Regions from separate parts of the Mus musculus genome. Here region 2 is linked to region 1. The links are chromatin contacts, called in public promoter capture Hi-C maps. All regions are on one chromosome and are shown on one strand. Each heading gives the region's core, a stretch centred on a gene start, on an enhancer-like site or on the middle of the called end of the contact. The rest is flanking DNA. Distances are from core to core; before and after follow the strand shown. Region 1 holds the start of Sco2 (SCO2 cytochrome c oxidase assembly protein). Region 2 overlaps Brd1 (bromodomain containing 1).

Region 1 (5,740 bases), core at 608-3,107:
AAAAAAAAAAAAAAAAAAAAAAGACTCTAAAATATAACTGCTTTTTTAAAAGTAATTTCATATGAGGATAGGATAGGTTCTTAGTAGAGGATAGGTAAAATGAGGTTAAGGGCCTGCGTGGGGGCAGTCAGCATCCCTCTCCACCAGGTGCCAATGATCAGCGGCCGCAGTCTGGGACACACAGGGGGCACACTGGATAAGCTGGAATCGATTCCTGGGTTCGGTGTCACCCAGAGCCCAGAGCAGGTACAGGTGGGCCACTAACTGATCAATGATCTGGGTTGAGGGAGTCACTGGCCCGAATCACAGGATGATCAATGGACAGGTTATTTATCTGGGTCACTAATGAGAGAGAACATTGACTATTCAAAAGGTCATTGGTTGTAAATAGGCCTGGAGTCATCGAGAGAACTTTGATCGGGATCGTTACTTGGGAACAGGGAGAAGCCACTGATTAGCTGGTACGCATTAATGTGTCTGTCATAACTAATCGGGATCCTTGGTAGGTTAGCCATCAGAACCATACTGACTCTCGCTGGCCATGTTTTGAACTTCTGTTGGGTCAGTGGTCAGGGCCAGTGGGTGGGTCCGTCCCTAGAAGTTAATGAAGGTGTCTGAGCAGATGCTGCACATCCTTGAGGAAGTCGGCTGCTGCATTGTCGGCCAGAGTGCAAAGCTGGTTCCTGCTGATGGGATCCTGTATGCTGCACGAGATGTGACAGCCACTGTGGACAGTGTCCCACTCATTACAGGTGACCTGAAACGGGGTACCCTGACTGACAGACAGTCCGCTAGGCACTGCCGCTTTTCTCAGAGAGGCAACTCTTCCTGTGCCCAAGTATACCCTGGGATGATGTTTCTGGTCTTCGCAGCTTCAATCCTCAGTAAGAAGGCCGTGGAGGGACTGTCCACTCTGGTGGTAGATGTTAAGTTTGGGGGAGCTGCAGTCTTCCCAGACCAGGAGAAGGCCCGAGAACTGGCAAAGATGTTGGTGAGCCGTGCTAGGCCACAGTGCCCTTTCTATGAAGGGACATGAGCCTCACATTCCGTCCTATCCCTGCCTCTGCCCACTCAACAGTCCTGGAAGAATAAAACGGCAATTCCTCTTTCCAGCCCTCCTACCCTATCCAATCAAAGCTGTCCTGACTGCGGACCTGGGGAAATCCTCCACAGAACCCCCGCCACTTAGGGCAACCAACCAGAACACCCCCATCCCCTCTGAGGCCTGGCAGTGTTGGTTTCTGATCTCTAACCTAAGCCTTTACTGACACCTTAACCCAGGGACAGCAGGTATGGGATTTGATAATGCCGGATACTGAATAATGCCTCCCCAGGTTAGAGTGGGAGTGAGCCTGGGGCTGAAGGTCGCCGCAGCCCTGACCGCCATGGATAACCCTCTGGGCCGCAGCGTGGGCCATACCCTGGAGGTGGAAGAAGCGTTGCTTTGCCTGGATGGTGCGGGGCCGCCGGATCTGCGGGACCTGGTCATTAGGCTAGGTGAGAGGGCTGGAGTTAAGACCACCAGTTTGTATGCCAGGAGCTCTCAATCCCTGCAGCTTCTGAGCTCCACCCCGCCCGCCAGCAGGAGGCGCCATTCTTTGGATTAGCGGACAGGCGGAAACACAAGACCAAGGCGCCGCCCGAGTGGCCGCGGCGTTGGATGACGGCTCCGCGCGGCGCCGCTTCCAGCTGATGCTTTCGGCGCAGGGCGTGGACCCCGGCCTAGCTAAAGCATTGTGCTCCGGGAGCCCCACGCAACGCCGGCAGCTGCTGCCTCACGCCCGAGAGCAAGAGGAGCTGCTCGCACCGGCAGACGGTGAGACCGGATATCAACGGCACCAGATCCCACCCACTTCCTCTCCCGATCTTTCCTGGTCCTGGCACGTGCCTCCAGTAGGTTCTCAGTGTCCACCCTCTCCCTTAGGCATTGTTGAGTGCGTCCGAGCGCTGCCGCTGGCCCGTGTGCTGCACGACCTCGGAGCCGGACGCAGCCGAGCGGGGCAGCCGATCAGACCGGGAGTGGGTGCCGAGGTACTGGTCGACGTGGGCCAGTGTTTGTCCCGAGGTAAGCGCTGTCTGGAATCCATAAACAACCCTTCCGGTCGCCCGCTGTGACCTAGGTAACCGCCTCTGTCGCTCGCGCAGGGACACCCTGGCTCCGCGTGCACCTAGACGGCCCTGCGCTCAGCAGTCAGCAGCGACGCACTCTCCAGGGGGCGCTCGTGCTATCAGATCGAGCACCCTTCAAGGTCCCTTCACCCTTCGCTGAACTTGTCCTCCCACCGACCATCGCACAGCCCTAAGTCTCGAACCCAGCTCAGCCAGGTGAGTTCAGTTGGGCAAGTCCTCCCCCAAGGGGTGGGACTGGGTGAGGACGCTGTTAACATGTGGCCTCATACTCTGCTGCTACTGCTTCATCTAGCTTATCACATGAGCTAGAGACCTTCTGAGGCCCAGAAAATGGACATATTGGGAATATTTGCCAGTCCCATCTTCTCGGACTGGTCCTAGCTCAGGGCTGATGGTGCCCTGGACGTATCCTCCATCTCATAAGAGATCCAGGTTGTAGCCACACGGGGGCAACATACTGGGGGAGCCCAGTAGGCTGGATGCCAGTGGCTCTAAATGCTAGTTGTAACAACCTTCCCTGGGGAGAGGGGGGGGGGGGAGGATGAAGGGAGATGGCAGGGCTGAGGGACTGCAGAGGGGCAGGGTACGGCATCCAGTTAAGTGCAGAGGAGTCTGCCTGCCCAGGAAGGTGAAGGTCAGACAGTTCAAGGCACAGTGGGCTGAGCTGTGTTACATTACAGAAAACAAGCTGGAGGCACTTGTTTTCTGCTGAGCCCCAGATTACCCTGAAGTGACCCTAAAGCTAGAAAGGATCACCTCTTAAAGGTGGTCAGCCAGAGGATCAACAGCCTCCCTATAAAGAACAATTTATTGTAAATAGACACATGCATCCCAGTGCCCAGGCAAAGCATATTCGCGGTGCTTCCAAGAATCCACAGGGAGGCTTGGCAGTTGTGGCGTGGGTTCTCCAGAGGTTGGGGTCATGAGGCTGAGACTCCCTGGTTAAAGACGTAGGTTAGAGCAAACCAGCTATGGACTTTTGGTGTTGCCTGGACTGCATGCAGCTTACGGCAGAGCAGTTCTGAGTTGAGACGAGCCGGTGCAGGCAGCTAGATAACCTGCTTGAATGTGGGGCAGATGCTTGTCCAGCAGCGGAGGCCTAGACATCTTGTCCATTCTTTTCTGACTTTTGCCACCTTTGTTCTTTTCCAGGAGCTTCAGGTCCACGATGCTACTGGCTCTAGGGCCCAAAGCTTGGCCCAAGCTCTCTCAGTTCAAACCCCTCCTCAGGATCTCAGGAGGTGAAACTCTGCATAGAAATTCCCGACACTGGGCAGGGCAGGGCCAGCGCCAAGGCCCTGGGCTAAGAACTAGACTGCTGATCACAGCCCTGTTTGGGGCTGGGCTAGGCTGGGCCTGGCTGGCCGCGAGGGCTGAGAAGGAACAGTGGCGCCAACAGCAGCGTACAGAGGCCCTGCGCCAGGCTGCTGTGGGCCAGGGTGACTTCAGCCTACTAGACCACAAAGGCCAGCCTCGATGCAAAGCCGACTTCCGAGGCCAGTGGGTGCTGATGTACTTCGGTTTTACTCACTGCCCTGATATTTGCCCCGATGAGCTGGAAAAGCTAGTGCAGGTGGTGCGGAAGCTAGAGGCGGAGCCTGACCTGCCCCTGGTGCAGCCTGTCTTCATCACTGTGGACCCAGAACGAGATGACGTGGCAGCCATGGCCCGCTATGTGCAAGAATTCCACCCAAGACTGTTAGGTCTGACCGGTTCTACAGAACAGGTGGCCCATGCTAGTCGCAACTACCGCGTATACTACAGCGCTGGGCCTAAGGATGAGGACCAGGACTACATTGTGGACCACTCCATTGCCATCTATCTGCTCAACCCTGATGGTCTTTTCACCGATTACTATGGTCGCAGCAGGTCAGCAGAGCAGATCGTAGAGAGTATACGTCGGCACATAGCTGCCTTCCACAGTGTCTTGCCCTGAACTATACCTATTGCCTAGGCCCTGTCATTAAATGGATGTACTTAATCTGTGCATGTGCTCTGTACCAGCAGCTCATTTAAATAGTCTGTCCGGTGAACAGGTGGGGTAGCAACACTTTATTAGGCTAGGCCAGCCAGGAGGCAGCACTGGAGTGAATGGCCCCATAGCACATTAGGGGCAAAGACCTCCAGGTATATACTACTTTCCACCCCTGCCTCAGTGCTGTCCACTCAAGGCTGGGCCATGGATGGTGCAGCATAGGTCTGGAAGCGGGTGTGGGCTCGCTGGTGTGTGAGCAGTCTCAGAGACATTGTGTCCACAGCTGCCTCCAGTCCTGGCTGCTGAGTGATCTCCACTGTGTAGTCATTAGCCTGTGGAAACAAGGTGTCAGTAGAGTCCAGGGCCGCTGCCCCATCCCTTGTGTCCCAGGCCACTTACCAGTTGCAAGGAGGCCAGCATGGAGCGGCACACCTCAAAAGCAGGCTGCCCTGCTACAAGCTCTGAAAAGGGACACCATTCATTGAGCTGGGGGAACCGTGAAGCCAACTGGTCCCCGTAGATATGGATATCAAAGGGCACATGCTGCTCCTGCAGAGGGAAAGGACATGTTAGCTTCAAGTGGAGAGACAGGTCTGGGCAAACCCCGGGCTGGTGGGAGGAGGCTCTAGTCCCCAATAGCACGCCTCACCTGCTCCTGGAGCAGGGGCTGGATGGTATCTTCCCAGTCCCTGATGCGTTGGCTCAGCTCTGTCTCCTGGATAAACTTCTGGGAGGTGGCAATGAAGAGTTCCTACAGAAGGACCAGTGGGTTCTCCCTTGCACACATGGGCCCAGGATGTCCCCACTGCTCCCACCTTGGTGACCCAGGCCTACCACATTTCTCCGGACCAGCTCCTCGTATCTCAGGGACTCTGGCATGGCCTCTGCATCTAAAAAGGTCCAACCATGAGCTGCTAGAGCTCTGGGGCTACATTCTCCCCTCCTGCCGCTCCCCATCCAGACCTACCGAGGTCAGCAGCTTCCTCGGGCATCACCCCCGCAGGCTCCTCCACGTACTCCTCGGGCTCTAGAAAGTCATCTGCTGAGACATGGGAGAAGAGAGCAAGGCTGCTGCTCAGCCAGCAGTACTCGCTGCGAGTACTAGCACGACTCTGACCACACAACACACGCACATTCCATCTAAAGGCACCCACCTGCTACCCCGAGGTCCTCGAGGGACTCTTCCAAGCGATCCTCCTCTGTAGGCCACAGATCCTGCTTGGCCCCAGGTAGCCATCTCTCGTTGATCTGCCCAGAGAACATCTGTAAGGAAACTCATATATCCCATGCCTCAGACCTGTGGGGTTGCAGACCTTGGTCCTGTGGGTACTTGCCTTACGTCTCCGCAGCTTCTGAAGGGTCTCGAGCTGTTCTTTCACATGTTTCCAGTACAGGACTTCCATGTCTGCAAACAAAGACCTTATAAGGGGATTTCCCCATCCGGCCCAAGCTCACACTAGTCCACACAGACCTTCAAGAGACCCCAGTAGGGAGGATAGGGGTGGAGCTGGGGAAGGAAGAGAAAGACTGTTGTCTGAGCATGGACATAGGACCCTAGCCTCACCTGCAAAGGTTGGGCCCTTCCGCCGAGCCCTCCTGCCGTCAGGGTGTTCAGCATCTGGGAGAAAGTAGTTA
Region 2 (5,720 bases), core at 2,383-4,882, 670 kb after region 1:
GAAAGAGCTGGATAGCTGAGATGTTAGGGTGGAGAGGAAGGAAGGGAGGAAGTACAGAAGAGGCTGTCTGCCCCGTGCGATCCACGAGATGAGCAGGTCATTGTGTGGAGGGAGGGAGGCTTCTGTGTGTGGTGCATCTAACTGGCATGTTTGATGGTACAAGCACCCTTTAGTCCACTTGTCTTGACATCACCACATTTCAACTCCATGAAATGGAAAGAAAAATAAGACCTACTTCTTCTGCCACTGCTATTAGCAGCTTGACTTAGGATCTCCCTGTGCATTTTTTTTTTCTGCCCCATCCAAATAAGAAAAACATTAACACAAGACCATTGTCACCATAGTTTGCATTTTTTTGATCTGTATGGCTGCCTGTCTTAGTAGATGTGACTTTGCCCTATTCCTCAGAGTGACATGGTTTCAGTATGTTTATGCCATGTTAAATTTAGTCTTATAATTTTAACAGTTGGTGACAATCTTCTAACCCACTTTCCCCTTCTCTGGTTGCTTCTTTTATATGGTTATGCTAGGCAACCAGCAGAAGCTAGGGCCAACACCAGAGTTCTCCTGGCCTTACATCCTTCTAGTGTGTTCACTTGTAAACTCACAAACACCCTTGGCCTTGCCATTAGGTAACAAGTTTGATTGGTCCACACAGTAAAGGTTTTATTCCTCAGTGTGTGACACGTTTTCTCCTCATTTTCTAAAAGCCTAATGACCTGCACATGGCAATTTTCTGCCTCTGTTGGGGCCTCTATGCTTTCTTTAAGGAACATTGCTCATGGGACCTTTGACAAACAGATGCATCCAGGATACAGTTATTGTTTGCATTCTGTGGTGAGGCCCATATAGTGCCATTGCCTGGTTCTCATGGCAGCCCTTCTCAGGCTCCTCTTGTCACTGCTTGAACTGGCCCAGTAGGACCCTTGGTCCAGCCACTTAGTGAGTGACCTGTACACTTTGTCCTAAAGAGTCAGCTGGGGAGAAGGGTTAGGCAGGACCGCTCACTGACATTGCAGTAGCTTTACAGGATTGAGGGTCTGTCCACCTTTTGTATCTAAATTGGAGGAAGAGCAGTGCTATTGGAAGACTGGATCTGGTGCGTTGCACTGCTGCGGCCACTTCACAGGAAGCACATTGGTGCTACCCGAGACCCGGGCCTAACATTGCTGCTGGCCAGTGTTTAAGATGCAGGAAAGGGGCACTTTGCTTTTAGCTGAGAAGAAAGATGAGTGGAGAAGGAAAGAGCCTGACAGTTTGTTCTGAGGCAGAGCTGTGAGGGTGGAATTTAGGGCCTCTTAAAGAGACTGAGTTCCAGACAGGCAACAGGGGAGCACTTCAGTTCTGGTGAACAGCAGACACAGAACTGTGAAATTGCTATATGCATGTTGGGACAGAACCCTGAACTCAAGACATTACGTAGTAATTCAGCATATTCTTCCCAAAGAGGATGTTTTGGTTGGATGCAGTCATACATCCTAGAGGCAGAGGCAGGTAGAGCTCTGAGTTCAGAGGCCAGCCTGATGTATAGAGTAAGTTCTAGACCAGCTAGGGCCCTGAGACATCATGACCAATTAAAAAAAAAAAAATCTGTGATTATTATTTTTTTTTTGAGAAGGCTCATAGATTTTTCACACCTAGGAAGGCATATCTTAATATAAAATAAGCAATTTCACTTAAATTGTAATTAAACAACATTTTTGTGTATTATACCATGTAGGGTGTTTGCATTAGAGGAAACATCCCCTGAAGGCTAACATCTGAGGAACAAAACAGGCCCTAGCTGTCCTGGACAGTGGACATGCCTGGCTTGCTTGTACAAAGGGCAAGCTGTTTGTCAGGAGGCCTCCCATGCTGACCTTAGGGTTGAAGAGTTCAGTCAGTTGAAGTCTGAGGGACACATGGAATGGGGCCATGATAAACCTGGGGACAAGCTTGAGCTCTTAGACGTTTTTACTCATTCATTTCTAACTAGGAGCTTTGGTGAGCTCAGAGTCTATGTGCTGGTGATTACTCTTGGCCAGATCAGCACTTCCAGGGGGACATCACTGTTGCTGCAGCAGCCATGTGCTGTCCCTACTGTATGTACCCCATATTGAATACAGTACACACTGTTCTTTCAGGGCTGGCAGAAGGGAGCAGGATAGATCGCTGGTGTGGATGGTGCAGTCTCTAGTTATGGAAAGTCTCTGCACACTTTGCTGTGGGATCCAGAGTTATCTGTGGCTTTGGTGGAAGCATTCGGTTGGCTTGGTGGCCTTGTGTATAGAGAATCATGGTCAAAGGGACTAGCTGGTCCTGAGTAGATGTCTGTCGAATCCGGATGTGATAGTTGCTAGCAGACAGTGAGGTTTTTAAAAGGACAATGTTTAACGTTTGTATATTAACTGCCAGTAAGGTTTTTCTTCCTGCCTGAGGGACCTGATGGGAGTGTTAGCTATGGCACTGGTGCTGCCCTGTGTTCTGGCGTGAGAGTTCACTCATCAAGGAGCCTGACGCCTTGGGTGTTGCTAAATCTATCTCAGTGTGAGTTTTAGTGCTTTGTGTAGCCTAGCCCTATGGCTGCTGGAGATGGTGCTTCACTTGGGCCTGGGCAACGCCTTTTGTATCCAGTGTGATTGTTTTTGTAACACCCAGGAGTATGCCAGTGAACTATAGGGCAGTAGTTGGGAACCTGGGCTCCTCCACCTCATTGGTTGTCACAGAGCAGGGAGAATGCAGGACTGGAGTGTAGAGGGGACCATAGATGGGTGTGACTAGCTATGCAGTCCCTGTGGGCAAGCAGCTTTTGATAGACAGTGGTTGGGGGGGATGAAATGTGGTGGAGACCTTGTGGGAAGGGACAGCATGTTCACTTGTTGTCTTAGCAGCAGTGACCGAATCTGAAAAGTTAAGCAGGAGGCAGAAAATAGGTCTTTGGTACCTCTTAGCCATGGAGAGAACGGATGGAAGATCTACAGTGCCTGGAGCCCTGGGCAGGAGGCCTCTGGTACCATTCTCTGGTAGTCTTGTATGTAGGGATTGGATTGGACATCCTGGAAGCCTCAGGATAAGCTGCCTGGAGTGAGGGAAGAGGTACAGAGCTGTGGAGGAGGAGGAGGAGGAGGAGGAGGAGGAGGAGGAGGAGGAGGAGGAGGAGGCGGCGGCGGAGGCAGGCTACAGGCGGCAAACTGAAGTACGCAGTGTGAGCCCAATGGTGGGCATCCAACACAGCCATGTGCTGTTCTACCAGCCTAACACACCATCCAGCGACTTCTGTTTTCATATTTGTGTGCACCAAGAGTGCCATGCACGGCTCTGCACTGTTCCTAATCCCATCTTCTCAGTGTCCCTGTATGCTTTGCAAATAATACTGTCCTAAAGCTGTTACTGAACCTAACCCGAGTGGGCAGGAAGAATGTCGTCATATCCAACATGTCAGTGATTCAAGATTTGGCATTTCCACTTCATTGGAAGTTTAACCTCCCAAGTACAGAGGCTTTGGTTCTGTGACATGAGTTTGTGCACTCCTTATCTTGTGGGTAAAGCTTTTCAACCAAAGGCCTCTTAAAAGGCTGTTTGAGGCTGTTTCCACTGCTTGGTGGTGGAGTTGTCTCCAACAGGCTTCTCATACACACAATTAGCCCAAGCCACCTGACTTGCCAGAGTTGCTGTTTCCAGTCTGGTGTTGCTGAGTCCCGAGGAGATCTTGGCGCAGAGCCTTTGTTCTGAGTTAATCAAGTGACGCAGGGACATCCTCAAGGCTTTTAAGTTGTGTAGCCTTTTACTTTCAGAGTGACTTTTAAATGTAAAGTATTGTGACATAGTGTAAATGTTTTGTGGGAAACTTGTAGTTTGAATAAAATAGAAACCATACCTAGGGATAACATATGCATGCTCATGCTACTTTGGAATGTTGAAACTGATGCTGTTGAATTTTCTGTCATATGTCCTGTAGTGAGAGTCTCAGAATCTTGCCCAGAAAGAACCTTTAGCAGTTGAGCCCAGCGGGCTGAGCCTTCCACGATGAGCTCTGCTGCTGTTTGTTGCTTGAGCTTTGTGTGTGGAGACAGGAAGGTGCTTCTCCCTGGTCAGGTCCATATTGGTTTTGTTTTTATTTTATTTTATTGTATGACTGTGTGCCAAGTGCACAGGCCTTGTGCCACAGAGGCCAGGTGAGGGCGTTGGATTTCTTGGAGCTGGAGTTCTAGAGGGTTGTTGGCTGCCCACGTGGATGCTGGGAACCGAACCTATGCCCCTTACAGGAGCAGCAAGTGCTCTTAGCCACTGAGCCAGCTCTTCAGCTCCCATGTTGGTAATTTGTAAATACCTTACTAAAGAGGTTGAAATAATTTTGGGGGTCTTTTTTATTTTTAGAGATATGAAGGTAGAGTGGGGGAACTAAGGGAGTATTGTCTGTGTATCCTAAGGGAGTGGAAGACCATGCTGCCTCGTTAGAGTCTCCCAGCCACTCACCTCCCCAAAGTTGGGCTTTGGCTTAGAAAGTCCTGGCTAGCCGGGCGTGGTGGCGCACGCCTTTAATCCCAGCACTTGGGAGGCAGAGGCAGAGGCAGGTGGATTTCTGAGTTCCAGGACAGCCAGGGCTACACAGAGAAACCCTGTCTCGAAAAAACAAAAACAAAAACAACAACAAAAAAGAAAGTCCCGGTTAGACAGTTGAGTATTTGTTTCTTCTCTTTATCACTCTGTGGCGCAGCATAAACTGCTGTGGGACCTTTAAGGCTCCCTGAGTTCTGTCACTGTCTCACCCTCCTCAAGGTAAGTAAATACTGATGCAGAGATTGTCCTGAACTCAGATGAGGTTTTTAATATTGCTGTGTGTTAAATGCTCTTTCACAGTTTTTTCCAGAAAGTAACTTGTGCACCTGGGCTTAGGACACCAGGCCCGAAATCTTTTGTTAGGGAAACACACAGTGTTACCTGACGGCCGGGGCTACACACTGCTCCGCAGACCAATGTGTGTGATGCTGTTTCCTTAATTGAATTAGTGTTTTGGTGGACTTCACATTTATATAAGTTTTATAATAGATTTTATAATCTTCAGTTTTCAAAATCACTTTATTTATAATTTTTTCAGGAGCTAACTCTCCCCCTAAACTTGAACCATCAGATGCATTACCTCTTCCTTCAAACTCGGAGACTAACTCAGAACCACCAACCCTCAACCCAGTAGAACTCCACCCCGAGCAGAGTAAACTATTCAAAAGAGTCACATTTGATAATGAATCACATAGCACTTGCACTCAGAGCGCACTGGTAAGCGGACACCCTCCAGAGCCCACCCTCGCCAGTAGTGGCGATGTGCCGGCGGCGGCGGCCTCCGCAGTGGCGGAGCCATCAAGCGATGTAAACAGACGCACTTCTGTTCTCTTCTGCAAATCGAAAAGTGTAAGCCCCCCAAAGTCTGCCAAGAACACTGAAACCCAGCCAACTTCTCCTCAGCTAGGGACCAAAACCTTTTTGTCTGTAGTCCTTCCGAGGTTGGAGACTCTACTGCAGCCAAGGAAAAGGTCGAGGAGCACATGTGGAGACTCCGAAGTGGAGGAGGAGTCCCCGGGAAAGCGCCTGGACACAGGTAAATGGCAGGGGCAGCTCTCCCCCAGGGCTCATAATAGAAAACCATGGTGCTCAGCTTTTGTTTTTGCGGCATCCTCTCACTCATGTCAACATGTCAGTGATTCAAGATTTGGCATTTCCACTTCATTGGAAGTTTAACCTCC

What was found. Promoter capture Hi-C pulls out the DNA fragments that hold promoters and counts their contacts.
Region 2: a contact with region 1 is called in a promoter capture Hi-C map of the C10 cell line, with 8 times the contacts expected there. The contact joins the enhancer-like site here to the promoter of Sco2 in region 1. A contact is called at or near these places in 5 of 39 promoter capture datasets (the C10 cell line, cranial neural crest, hematopoietic stem and progenitor cells and 2 more), 4 of 115 datasets of contacts at active chromatin or transcription factors (bone marrow-derived macrophages, embryonic stem cells and pancreatic cancer cells) and 1 of 9 other capture datasets (liver).

What each region holds. Positions count from the first base shown.
Region 1 is chr15:89,370,008-89,375,747 of GRCm38.p6, reverse strand. Sco2 (SCO2 cytochrome c oxidase assembly protein) reads left to right here and starts at 1,857. Exons shown (of 3, transcript NM_001111288.2): 1 at 1,857-2,065; 2 at 2,146-2,325; 3 at 3,283-4,118. The coding sequence starts at 3,299. The coding sequence ends at 4,066. It overlaps Ncaph2 (non-SMC condensin II complex, subunit H2), which reads right to left. Exons shown (of 20, transcript NM_001115132.2): 13 at 5,670-5,723; 14 at 5,440-5,510; 15 at 5,260-5,353; 16 at 5,073-5,144; 17 at 4,940-4,995; 18 at 4,755-4,856; 19 at 4,505-4,654; 20 at 2,898-4,437. The coding sequence ends at 4,297. Tymp (thymidine phosphorylase) reads left to right here. Exons shown (of 11, transcript NM_138302.2): 4 at 148-246; 5 at 623-752; 6 at 873-991; 7 at 1,335-1,497; 8 at 1,586-1,816; 9 at 1,925-2,065; 10 at 2,146-2,325; 11 at 3,283-4,117. The coding sequence ends at 2,303.
Region 2 is chr15:88,700,628-88,706,347 of GRCm38.p6, reverse strand. It overlaps Brd1 (bromodomain containing 1), which reads left to right. Exons shown (of 13, transcript NM_001033274.3): 8 at 5,078-5,575. Among named protein-coding and RNA genes, the nearest start is that of Gm41377, 31 kb to the left of the region's middle. Within about 2 kb of position 3,632, at least 13 of the 459 cell types and tissues checked have an H3K27ac peak or open chromatin away from gene starts, as enhancers often do.